Regions from separate parts of the Bos taurus genome. Here region 1 is linked to region 2. A link is a contact called in public Hi-C data. All regions are on one chromosome and are shown on one strand. The core of a region is the stretch at or near the end of the contact, and the rest is flanking DNA. Distances in the headings are between cores, read along the strand shown. Region 1 has its middle 39 kb from the start of TRNAG-CCC. Region 2 holds the start of DDX3X (DEAD-box helicase 3 X-linked).

Region 1 (6,638 bases), core at 3,118-5,617, 58 kb before region 2:
AAAATAAACAAATGGGACCTACATAAACTCATCAGCTTTTGCACAGCAAAGGAAACCATAAGAAAAACAAAAAGGCAACCGACAGACTAGGAGAAAATATTTGCAAACAATTTGAGCAACATGGGCTTAATTTTCAAAATATACAAATAGCTCATACAACTTAATAACAAAAAAACAAACATCTCAAACAAAAAATGGGCAGAAGGCTCGTTCTTTCTCCAGAGAAGACATACAGATGGCCTATAAGCATATGAAAAGATGTTCACCATGTTTTTTATTAGATGTTAATCAACACTTCTAATTAGAAGTGCAAATGAGAGAAATGCAAATCAAAACTACGAGGTATCACCTCACACTGGTCAGAATGGCCATCATTAAACAGTCTAGAAATAATAAATGCTGGAGAGGGTTTGAAGAAAGGGGAACCCTCCTACACCGTTGGTGGGAATATAAATTGGTGCAGGCACTATGGAAAACACAGAGGTTCCCTAAAAAACTAGAAACAGAGTTACCATATGATCCAGCAACCCCACTCCTGCACAAATATCTGGAGAAAACTAATTTGAAAAGATTCATGTACCCCAATGTTCATTACAGCACTATTTACAAAAGCCAAGACACGAAAACAACCAGAATGTCCATCGACAGATGAACAGATAAAGATACGGTTCATATATACAATGGAATATTACTCAGCATATAAAAGAATGAAATAAAGCCATTTGCAGCAACAGGCATGGACCTAGAGATCAAACTAAGTGAAGGAAGTTAGAGAAAGACAAATACCACATATCACTTATATGTGGACTCTCAAAAATGATACACGTGGACTTATTTACAAAACCTACCCACAGTCATCGAAAACAAACTTTATGGTTACCAAAGAGGGGATGAGGAAATAGGGATAAATTAGAAATTTTGGGATTAATATATATGCACCATTATATATAAAATAAACAACAAGGTCCTACTATATAGCATAGGGAACTATATATAGTGTCTTATAATGAATTATAACGGAAAAGAATCTGAAAAAGAAATACATATATACATATATGTAACAGAATCACTTTGCTATATACCAAAAAGAAGTGTTAGGTGCTCAGTCGTGTCTGACTCTTTGCGACCCCATGAACTACAGCCTATCAGGCTCCTCTGTCCATAGAATTCTCCAAGCAAGAATACTGGCGCGAGTTCCCATTTCCTTCTCCAGGGGATCTTCGCAACCCAGGGATTAAACCCTGGGTCTCCTGCATTGCAGGCAGAGCGTTTACTGTCTGAGCCACCAGGGAAGACTATACCAGAAACTAACAACACTATAAATCAACTATACTTCTATTTGTTTTTTTTTTTTTTTTAATATTTTAACTGAAAAAAATTTTTACCATGCTGCACAGCATGTGGGATCTTAGTTCCCCAACCAGGGATCGAACACATGCCTCCTACATTGGAAACAGGGAATCTTAACCACTGAACCACCAGAGAAGTGCTTACTTCCATTTAAACGACAACAAAGAAGGATCTAAAGAAGAAAAAAAGTTGGCAAACCACTGTTGTGCTGTGTGCCAAGTCCTGTCCAATTCTTTTTGATCCTGTGGACCGTAGCCTGCCAGGCTCCTCTGTCCATGGGATGTTGGTCTCCTTTAAAATAAAAATAAGTGAAACCTGGGAATCTGAGAGCAGCTCATCCAGGACATCTCAGTAAACGCTGAATCCCAACTGCAGTGAGTTAGTGGGGCTGCTTGTGTTCAGTGGAACAGCTGATTCAGAATCTTGCAAACCCAGGTGGTGCTTGTGGTAAAGAACCCACCTGACAAATAAGGTTTAATCCCTGGGACAGGAAGATCCCCTGAAGGAGGGCATGGCAACCCACGCCGGTATTCTTGCCTGGGAAATCCCATGGACAGAGAAGCCTCGTGGCTATAGTCCATAGGGTGGCAAAAGAGTTGGATAAGACTGAGCAACTTTAAAAAAAAAAAAAAAGAGGACCTGATACATCAAAGGATCCTAGGCCATTAAAATCCTAGATTGACACGGTTTGTTTGCTGATTCACAAGCCTAGGGAGGATTCTCTGCGTGTGTACTTTGTGGATTTGGGGAGAGAGTCCCCCTACAGAGGCCCATTGGCAACCTTTTCCAGGACCGGTGATCACAATTTACCCATCTCACTTGGCAAAGGACTCCCTGGTTCTACTTGTCCAGGTGGGGTTGCCCCCCTGCTCCACATACACATGCAGCCTCCCCTCTTCCTGCTTCATATCAGGGTCTGGGCACACTGACCCTGCTGCAGCAGAAGAGAGCCCCTCCTGACTTCCCATCTGCATTTTCCTGGGCTGTGACCCCCATGTCCCACCCTCCAATCACGTGTACATGTTATCAAGAGAGTAAGTAAAAATGAAAGTATGCGGGGTTGTATTTTCGAACTGACTCCTTTGTTACCCCATGTCCTCCCACCTTTTAGTATTTTTCCTTTGTCCCTAGCTCTTCCACCCTTTCATTGTGGCAGCAACCAGACCAGTCTTATTCTCTGCTTTATGGATGTATTGATATTAGCAGAGAACAGAAAAAGAAGCAGATTCTGGTGTCTGAGTTGTAAAGGCCTAGCCCCTGAGAGGAAACAAAATAACTCCAGTGAACCCTCTCTGTTTGAGGTGGTGACTGACGAGTCCAAGCTCCCCCAGACCACACACAGTTTCCCTGGGCTGGGGTCAGGGAGGAGGGGGGGTAGATGCCAGAAGACCTGCTCACGGCCCAACATTCAGAGAGAGCTGCACCCAGAGAGGCCCACAGAGGACAGGAAGACGCAGATGTAATTGTACATGTGCTTCCGTTCCCAGTCACCAAAAGGCAAAAACTGCAAGTGCTCATCAACAGCTAAATGGATTCACAAAATGTGGTCTATCTGCACAACAGGATATTATTTGGCCATAAAAAGGAATTAAGTACTAAATACCTGCTATAACGTAGATGAACTTTGGAAATATCATGCTGAGTCAAAGAAGCCAGACGCTAAGACCGTACATTGTATGATTCCATCTACACGAAATGCCCAGCACTGGCAAATTCACAGATTAGATTAGTAGTTGCCAGGGGCTGGGAAGGGATAGGGAGTGACTGCTAACGGGTGAGGGTTTCCTTTTGGGGTGATGAAAATGTTTGGAACTAGACAATGTTGATAGTTGCACAACACTGTGAATGTATTAAATGCTACTGAATTGTATACTTTAAAAATTGTTGGGAATTCCCTGGCAGTCCAGTGGTTAAGACTGCACATTCACTGCTGAGGGCCAGGGTTCAATCCCTAGTTGGGGAACTAAGATCCTGCAGCCATAGAGAGTGGGCAAAAAAAAAAAAAAACACCACCCAAATTGTTAAAATGGTGACTTTTATGTTATGTGTATTTTAACACACACACACACTACATAGGCTTCGCCTCCACTCCACCCCCTTGTGGTTACAAGGAGCTCTTACACACACCCCTACTCCCACTGCTGGGTATGCACTGGTTCCTTGCACAACCTCCTGTACCCTCTTTGTTTGGCTGACCCTTTCTGCCATCTATCCTCCCCCTCCCCTCTATTAAATCGATAAATAAGTATCGATTTAAATTGAGCCCTGCACTAAGCCACAAAGGAATTCCACATCACCATGGACCAGGGCTATCCCAGGGTTCACTCGTGGGGACAGACAACTGTTGTGTTAGGCAGATCGATTTTCTCACCTACATCCTTTGCTTCTGCCTCCTCACCCCGACCCTTTCTACCCAGACATGGGAGGGGGGCTCAGAGCCCCCTCGCATGCCTCAGGCCCAGGGATGAAAGACAAAATCTCTTGCGACCTTTCGTTGAGCAATGCCCATCACCCTGCAAAAGGGCCACACGGCAGGATGGGCTCCTCTGCGGGTGCATGACCTGACCTCCAAATGGCTCTGCGGACGCCATCAGACCCTACCACCTAGCCCAGGGCAGTGCCACCAACACAGGCCCTCCAGGACCGGAGCCGGAAGAGCAGCCGCCTAGGAGGCCGGGAGCCTTGCTCTCTCATTGGTGGTCCAGTCCGTCACAGATCTCTTACAGATCAGCCCCTCCCCGTCCCAGACACCTCAAATCAAGGAGTGTCCTGTGAGTGAAATGAGCCTGAGGGGTGACAAAGCCCCCTGGTGGCAGGGAGGGCCACGGCAGGGATCACAGCACTTTGCCCGTCACGGAACCCGCCTATTCTCTAAAGCTCCTGTCGTATCGCGAGCGGCCATTCAAAGCCAAACGGAGTCTGCGCGAGGCCCTGCCCACTTTACCAGCTTTCCGTGGGAGCCGACGTTTCCCATGGAGCACGATTCGTGATTGGTTGCGTAAAGCATCTAAGAAGGCGGAGCTGAGCCAGCAGGGGCTAGACGGCCGCCGCCGTCGCCTTGGCAACCGGGCCCAGTCGCCTGGCCTCCCCAGCTCTGAGACGGGCCTATGGTGCCCTCTAGCGGCCGCGTGCTGACACGGCAGGGGACCGGGACCGGGTGGGCGCAAGGAGGCCCTTCGCGCGTGGTAGGCTGGGAAATGGGGGAACCGAGGCGGACGGAGAGGGGAACAACCCGTTCAAGGTCACAGAGAGACACAAATCCAAGGCTTCCGGAGTCGGCCCTTTGGTATTCTGCTGCCGCTTTTGTCAATTCAAAGCAACAACAAAAACCCCTCACAGGCTGGTACCTACACAGAGCTTAAGCGGCAGAGCCCCTCATTAGCAGAGGACTCTTGGAGGGGGTAGGGGTGGGGGTTGGGGGCGCGGCCAGAAATGGATCCACCTGGTCCTATGTGTTGGTACCATTTGCAGGAATGAACTGCAAATTAGTTAAGATCTGTATTGAATCGTAATAGGTAAAGATGGCTCTCTCCTCACCCTGACTCTGTCACACTTCCCCTCGGGTCCTGAAGCATTAGAAGCTGCCTGAGAGCAAGTTGAGTTGGGGGTACATTTTACTGTGGCCTTAATGGGAACTGTTTACATAGATAGTTATTACTGGCCATCCTGGGGTAGGAATGACTTCCAGGAATAATCCCACTGCCCACCTGCCATCATGACACTGAGCACTAGAGCAGCTGGGATGTGGGAGGAGGAGGAGGAGAAACAGGGTTTGAAATGTACAGAGCCGGAAGCTGGTATTTGGAAAATTCTTCCAATCATCAAATGCCTAAATTTATGAGCAGCTCAAAACGGAAGTTTTTCCTGTTTCGAGTTATCATCAATAATGCAGTGAATACAATTGCAAACTCCCTCTATAAAATATTTTCAAATATGTCCATATGTAACCAACAGAAACAATTCTGGCATGGAGAAGTAAATTGTAACAAATTTTTTTTCAGATCATACCAAAAGAGAAAGAGAAAATTTGAATAGAGGCAATATATGGGTTTGGAGATTAATAATATACTTAATGAGAAGAAGTGATGTATATGAACACACTGGAGGAAAATTAAGTTTCTTGCCGACTTGATCAAAATACTGACACTGACAAAAATAACACAAATCTCATAATAGATCTTTACAAGACACTGACATCAAGTTGACTGAGTATTGTCATTTCAGAGCAAGATGGGTCTCTGAATATGAGACCCTGATTTGCCCAGAAAATGTACAGCTTTTATAGGAAAGAAACTTGACAGAGGTTTCCCGAAATTTGACAGTGGTCCTAAAAATGTACACAGCATTAATAACAAATTGCAAAGCTGAAACTTCTAAACTATCAATGAAAAACAAATTTCCATCTACCAAACTAAAAGAAAATCAGCATGAATTATTTTTCTATCCTCTTGCTAGAAAATGATATTACAAGATTGTTGTCATATGAAAAGGCAGGCAAAGCATCTGCAGCCAAAAATTGTAGGGGGGAAAAATGTGTTATAGGAGTTTGTCAGGCAGTTAACAAAACTTTATGTCAGTTTTCTGAATTATGTGAGATTTGAAGTATTTCTCAGCTTTTAAAATGTTATGTATTGTGTATTCTTTCTGATTCTAAAGAACATTCCTTTCCTAACTAATTCTGTATTCCTAATTTTCTGTTCTTTTTTAATCCCCCCCACCAAGTTATATAATCTTCAATAACTCACAAAACCTGGAGCTGCCTCAAATGAACACCCACACAACACCATTCATCACATACTTGAGAATCAGGAACTATAGGCTCATTAAGTAAAGAGAGGCACATGAGCTGTTTTCTAGACACATTTGTGTGCTTTGAAGTAGCTCTCTTATCAGTAAAAAGGTGCTGGTGAACATTAAGTCCAACAGCTGACTTTGACTCTAGAAAATTCAGGGAATCACAAAATCACAGACTTACTAAAAGCTTGATCAAGTGAGAATGACTTTCACTCATTAAGCTACTTTTAGCTGTTGGTTCCCCCAGAGCCTTCCATTCCTTTAGTGTCATCCCCCAAAGAAACTGCAGAGGACAGCTTGGGGCCATTCTGTCACCATTCCCTCAGACAGAAGGGGTAAGTTTTCTTCCTCCTTAGTCTTTTGGGTATTTTAGGATTGTCATCATCTGTTATGCAAAACAAAACAAAACATTCATGTTTTACCTTAATGTTTCATGAGGTAAACTTCTTTCATCTTGTCCTATTGACATCTGTAGAAAGAGGATTTTTTTTTTT
Region 2 (6,626 bases), core at 1,626-4,125:
CAGTGAGCCACACAGTGTGGCCAAACAAAAATAAAACCTACAAAAAGGGCCTAATGGAAAAGATATGCAAATATCTGCTTAGAGGTAAAGTCATTCGGGGTGTTGTGAAAGTTGGCTCATTTAGCTACCTCAAGTGCACCCATCCTTTTTCAGAATGAATGCGTTTGAAAACAAAGCCTTATGTTTATTTTGCTTCCTTTCCAAATTGATATTCCAATGATAACAAATTGATTAACAAAACATGCCAGTGGTTTGAACTGAGAATGCCCGTGAGCAGGGGTTAATTGAAAGCGGGAAACGGCTATATATTTTAATTCTTTTAGATACTCCCATGGCAGTATCCTTTAATTGGCTCTACTTAAAAGCAAAATAAAGCCCAGAACCTGGGTACTCAGAACATCCCATCGTTGCTATATGCAGTTTGAACTGTCGGAACTCTGGGCTTTCAAATGTTTACTCTGGTCCATACGAAAAGGAAGCAAAACCAAGTGAAAACTCACCTCACCCGTGCTCATAGGGCTGAAAGGGACCGTAATGATCATTATTAAGCTTAATAGTTCTCAAGGGGGCATTGTGAAAATATATATCTATATATTTTTTGGCTGTTGCAATGATTGGCAAGGGCTACTAAAGGTAGTGAGCAGAGACCAGGTTTCCTGGATATTCTAGCAATATCTGAATAGTTCCATATCTGACAGTTCAAATCTGAACTGTCCCATACAGCGAAAAATTGACCCAACGGAAAAAACAGTTCATCATGATATAAGCTTAGAACTAACACTATATTTTACCTATAAACAAAAATATTTTTACCCAGTTTCGATATACACTGAATTCTAGGAATAAAACTCACTTGAGGGAAGACTATCGTGTTTTTGTTTCAAACATTATCAAGAGTTTGCCATTTTGGAAAATAAGGTCACCAATGTAACATTCTTTATGGTACTTGAATTGTGAAAACACTTTTTTCAGTTTGCATTTGTGACTGCGCTAGGCAGGTATCTATCATCATTTAGTGCCCCTGTGTGGGAGCATTCATATATTAAAATATATTGCATTATTATAATTATTTTGCTTTTATTCTCCAGTTAGGTCGTGTTTTTTGAAATTGTGTGTTGTTAAGTTAGGTTATATTATCTGTGGTGTACTATTTGGTTAAAGGGGACATTACCAAACAGTTGTTATAAAAAGGAATTTGGTCTTTCACGGGGTCATGTCATAAAAGTCCAACTCCTTTTATAGAGGAAATCGAAACCTAAAGCAGTTAAGCAACTTGCCCAGGACAGAAGTGTTATTTTATCTCCCTATCTCGTTAGAATTTGTTTAAATTTTAAAAATTGGAAGAGAAAAGCAAAAGTACGTGATGTGAACGAGCTGTTTGAATTCTGGCAGCAGATCCTTTGGGGGATGGTTGGAAACCCTGTATATTATTTAATTCTGTCAGGCTGAGGGTCAGAAAAGAGAAAAACGTTTCTAAGAACCATGTATGTGCCGCCGCTCGCTTAAAGCCAGGGATTCACTAGTCAACACATTTTCTTCTATTTAAGGTTCTGTGGCACTGAGGTTGGGACCGGAGGTCGCCTGCTTAGGAGTGGGGAGCATAAGGGGTGCCTCCGACCCATTCCGGCCATTCCCCATCCACCGCAGTGGCCCGGGGTCACCCTGAACCCAGACCGATGATGCGGTAGACTTTCTTCGGGAGGCCCAGATTGCGCCCAACCACAAACGCCTCCGACTCCCTAGGAGAACGGCTCTCCATCCCCAGAGTCCTCTGGCTTTGAGGGAAGCAGCACCGCACCGGTGGTGGCCATCGGCCCTGAGCCATTGGACGCCCCGCAGTAGGAAACCTACGGCCTAATGGAGCCGTGGTGCCGGCGGAGGGCGGGGGTCCCAAGAGGGTGCGCTACCACCCGCTCGTGTTCACAGCGATTGTCTCATTGTTTCTTAACTGCGGGGGGCGGGGACGCGCGCGCCAGAGCGCGCTCTCTTGGTGGGGGAGTCGGAGGTGTGTGTGGGAACCAAGGGGCTATGGCATTCCTAGGCGGCGCACCCGCTGCCTAGGCAACTAGTGTCCCACCACCCGTGCGCGCCGCCAGCGCCCCTCCACTTCTCCCTCCCCCCAACGCCCCGTCACCATCACGCCCTCTTCCCTCCTCCTTCCTCTTTCCCCCTCCCCCCTTCTCCTCTCCCCTGCTCCTCTTCCCGTCTCCTCCCTCCCTCTTTCCCCTCTTCTCCCCCCGATTCCGAGCACTCTATTTTAAAACCACGGTTTCCTGCTCCACAAAATGGCCTCCGCATTTGGCACCTGCGGCCACGTGACCCCCTGTCCCCCTGGGCTTCGGGCCCCTCATTGCCAAACTTGGATCTCGGGGCTTCTGCCCGGGAAACTACGTGGGCTGATTAGTTTGGAGAAATCGCACAACCTTTCAAAGTCTAGGGGACTGAGAGAGAAGGAAAGAGTGCTCCCTAGAAAGAAAGGAACAGTGAAAACTGAGGACGTTGGGAAAAAAAGGGGAAAAAGGTCTAGGTTATATTTTAAGGTCTCCTAGCTGGCGGAAAATGGGAGGGGATGAGGTCTCGCGAGATCTCGAGACCTCCCAGGCTTGAGAAAAGGTAATAGCGGAGGACAGGGGAAGTTGCACTCAAGCGATCTAGGACAGCATTTAGCGCTGAGTTCCAAGGTAGGACGACGAGCCGCAGACGCGACCGACTAGGAAATCCCGCGAGGTTAGGACTAAACGAGCGCGCAGTAGCTAGGCAAAAGTCGTAGCGGCGGGAGGAGTGCGGGTGTGAGAGGGCGGGCACACGTCGTACGTGCTGACGTAGCAGTCACTCGAGCGGGTATATTAGATCCGTGGCCGCGCCGTGCATTTCAGAGCCGCAGTTCTCCCGTGAGAGGGCCTTCGCGGTGAACCCAACACATTAGCTCAGCAGCGGAAGACTCCGAGTTCTCGGTACTCTTCAGGGATGAGTCATGTGGCGGTGGAAAATGCGCTCGGGCTGGACCAGCAGGTGAGCCGCAAGGAGCCTACCGGGATTGTTGCTGCAGGAATCTCTCCCCCGATCTAACCTGGTTTGTGGCGCAGTGCTACCTGGTACCCTAAGTTCCAATTTTCTGGGTCCCTTAGGCTAACGAGTGTCAGTGCCCCGGGGCTGTGGGGGAACGGGAAGGTGACGGGAATGCTGATTGTGGCTGTCGCAGGGGCCCCAGCTTGGCCGGCGGTATTGTCCCCGGGCAGAGCACAATGGCGGCTTTTGTGTGTGCGTGCGCAGGCGGGCGGAGGGGGAGGGGGCGCGCGTTCTCGCGGAGGCGCGCACGCGCGAACCTCGACTTGACTTGTGACCCATGGGTGTTGCGGGCGGGGGAGGGGCGCGGCGCGGAGGTTCGCGAAAGGGGACCTTTATGGCCCTGAGAGTTAGGGCGTGCGCGGCTCGGATTCTTGTCGGAGACCCAGGCGGCGTTGGCGTGTCTGTGTTGTGTGCACGCGCGTGTGAGCGGGAGGTGGAACGCGGCCCTGGAATGTGGGAGGGGGCGGTGCGGGGGGTGGCCTTCGCTCGGGGTAATGGCGGCGGCCTCCTTTGTGTGGTGTCGGGTGGCTGGGCGGCGCTGCGCCCCCCGAGCGGGGAAAGACGGGCCGCCGAGGGCCCGGAAACGGGGATGGATGGGCATCTTGTTCTTCCAGGGCTTCCTTCCCCGGGGCTTTTTTTTCGCTCCAGCCCGGTTTCCGCAGCCTCGGCTCCGTGGCCCGCGAGGCCGCGTTTCCGGAGTGGAAAGTTTTGTGACGCAGAAGATTCGAGGAGGAGTGGGGGGGGCGCGGGCGGAGGATGGAGAGGAGGGAGGAATGGGCCGCTGCGCGGTGGCGCCGGGCTCTGGAGATCGAGGTGGAACGCGGCGAGGAGGTTAGCGACCCGGCACGGCCGGCTCCGCCTCACGTGTTCGCAATAGTCAGTATGGACATTTTGCTCCGAGCCACGCGTCGTTTTGGGAGATAACCACGGAGTGTACCAGTGTCCTCAGGTTGGGGACGTTTGGTGCGGGGCTCGGCCTGGGAAAAAACGCCTGGAATGTAGCTTGGGAAGAAATAAGGAATTTTGTTGGTGACTTGTTGCTGCTTGTGAAAATTTTGAAATCGGTCAGAGGCCCCGGATTTGTCGTCTAATTGGAACCCCTCTTGTAAGGGTTTAGAGGTAGAGGACGGGAGGGCGCGTGATCGCAGAGGAGGGGTTCTGGGTGGAGATGGCAGAAGTCTGCATCCCTCAGCAACAGTGGCACCACGCTTCAGAAAAGCTCTTCAATTGATGTTTTGTTGCTTTTTAAGTAAACTTCTGCGTACCGCGAGCTCCAGAATTCTGAAACGAACTTGAGTGACACAAATGAATTGTTAATAGATTTTCAGTCGTGTGTGGTATTTTTTAGGGACTCGGCTATCTGGGGGAGAGCATTTTTTCCATTAACGAATCAGAATAAATCTTCCAAATGCTGACATGTTCCGTGTTAAATGGAGCAGAGACATGAAGAAAAAATCTGGTTATCAAGAACATGGCCAATCCCCAGTTTTAAAATTTAACATATATGTGGTGCCGGCACCTATTTAAGATTATAAGCAGAAGTAAAATTTGAAATCGAAATAATTGGAAAAAAATACACGCAGTCGTTAGAATTAAGCAGCAAGCAAATTCACAACTGAGAAAATTGCATTAATGTCACCTTAGCAATTTACAGTAGCATTTAAAGTGCTCTACGTAGTTCATTTTGCCAAGTGTAAAATTAATAACAAAACGTACTGCAATAAGTACAAAAAGGAAGTTTTTGTGCCTTAAAGTATTAGTCTGTTGCTGAGAACAATCGTGCAGAGAAAACACCGCAGTGTTTTGTTAATAGAAGTTAGGAAACGAGCTGCCTCCAAAGTGTTACCGTATTCATTTTTTTCTTTAAGATTTAGCATCTTCCAGTTTTCAATGATTACATTGATGCTTGCAACTTGACAGTATATAATTTTAAGCTTTTAACAGAGGACTTAAACGTTGTGCTTTATTGGAAACACGTGGCAATAGTGCCGTGTGGCTGGTTACATTTTTTTTTTTTTTAATGAAATACTGCTTTTGGCACATAGTTCCCTCCTCGTTGCTTGTAAATAGTTTGTTTAGTCATTACAGAATTCGATGAAGCGCTTTTTTTAGAATGTTGAGGCTTTAAGTTAACAGTGTAAAGGGATGGGTAGAAATGGAGATAAAAGGCAGTAAAACGTGCCATTTATGTCCGAAGTGTTCTCAGCTTAACTGTGAAAATGGAAAAATACATTGGTACCTACTTAATATGGTTGTGTAGTGGTTATATTGTAAATTTTTGTTCTGAAGCGTGGTACTCTAGTTGCAGTATTTAGAAATGAAAGCTAAGAAATGGTCGATACAAGTTTTGTTCTGAATATTTTTCAGGTGTGCTCTGTAGGTTTAGAATAATTCCAAGTAGAAAACATCTCCAAATGTTTGGAGCTAAAATAAATCCACTGACTACTTGACATTTTAAAATAATTTAAATTTTTTGAACTTTTACAATGGAAAAAGTTACAGGGAAAATTCATTTTGATTATGAATTTGGACCCGGTTTCTCCTGGATAGCGCCACCATCTTGGTTAGGTACCTTCTGCAGTGTATCCTGTAGTACTGTAGTATTTTGCGTTTGCTCACATTCTTAGTCACATTCTCCTTAAGAGTTCCATTAAGTTTTCCTTTAGTGTAATGTTTCTGCGCATGGGCTGCTAACCAAAATTTAACTCTCTTCTAGTTTGCTGGCCTAGACCTGAACTCTTCAGATAATCAGAGTGGAGGAAGTACAGCCAGCAGTAAGTAAAATATTTTATGCATTTACTGAATATTAGAGCTTTTTAAAAAAATTGTCAGAATATAGTTGATTTACAGTGTTGTTACTTGAGTATTAAAACCATAATAACTTAATGTTTCATTGGATTTATTTAAAATTTAGAAATTTCTTTTCCAGTTTTTACTGTGTAAAGAATGTGGGTAGCGTTGGGTCTTTTGATGAGAAGGAGTTTTCTTGAGTGAAAAAAATCGTTAAGGACCTTATACAACACACAAATTATAGAGTTTGATTATGTCCATTATGAATCCTGAACACAGCTAAAAGGTGGTGGGAATGTACATTTCACTATTAAGAGTGAATTTACTGGAATTAAACTGAATACAGAGAATATTCACATTGATCAGGTACAGCCACTCCTTTCCCATGAAAAACATGAGAATTACTAATAGAACAAAGCTATAATGAATCTTGAAGTGGTGGTTAGGATTTTAAATTCAGAATTGTTTTTTTTTTTTTTGAAAAGAAGTTTTTTTCTCTTGAAAGGGTTTTTTTTTGAGGCATGGTAAAGATTAAGGTGTAGGGGCTCTTGGGTGGTTTATTATTGGCAGTAGACCTGCTTCAGCTCAGATCTCTTCCTATTGAATTAACCGAAAGAAAAAATGTAATATGTATATTGAGTGTGTTAATGTCTGAAAGCACTGTTTCTTCAAGCTCTGTTTATTGCATAGTTAAGGGATGTTTATTTTTAGGCAGGACGGGCCTCACTGGGCACAGTTACTTGGTATTTGTTTTAAATTTCACTTTG

The links. Hi-C and Micro-C count contacts between places; a contact is called where the count stands out from the background.
Region 1: a Hi-C map of an unstated tissue shows a contact between it and region 2, with 9 times the contacts expected there. The contact joins the enhancer-like site here to the promoter of DDX3X in region 2. A contact is called at or near these places in 2 of 11 Hi-C or Micro-C datasets (skin fibroblasts and an unstated tissue).

Annotation. Positions count from the first base shown.
Region 1 is chrX:102,288,375-102,295,012 of ARS-UCD2.0, reverse strand. No RefSeq gene overlaps it. Among named protein-coding and RNA genes, the nearest start is that of TRNAG-CCC, 39 kb to the right of the region's middle. Within about 2 kb of position 4,367, at least 70 of the 102 cell types and tissues checked have an H3K27ac peak or open chromatin away from gene starts, as enhancers often do.
Region 2 is chrX:102,228,564-102,235,189 of ARS-UCD2.0, reverse strand. DDX3X (DEAD-box helicase 3 X-linked) reads left to right here and starts at 2,875. Exons shown (of 17, transcript NM_001192962.1): 1 at 2,875-3,012; 2 at 5,786-5,843. The coding sequence starts at 2,968.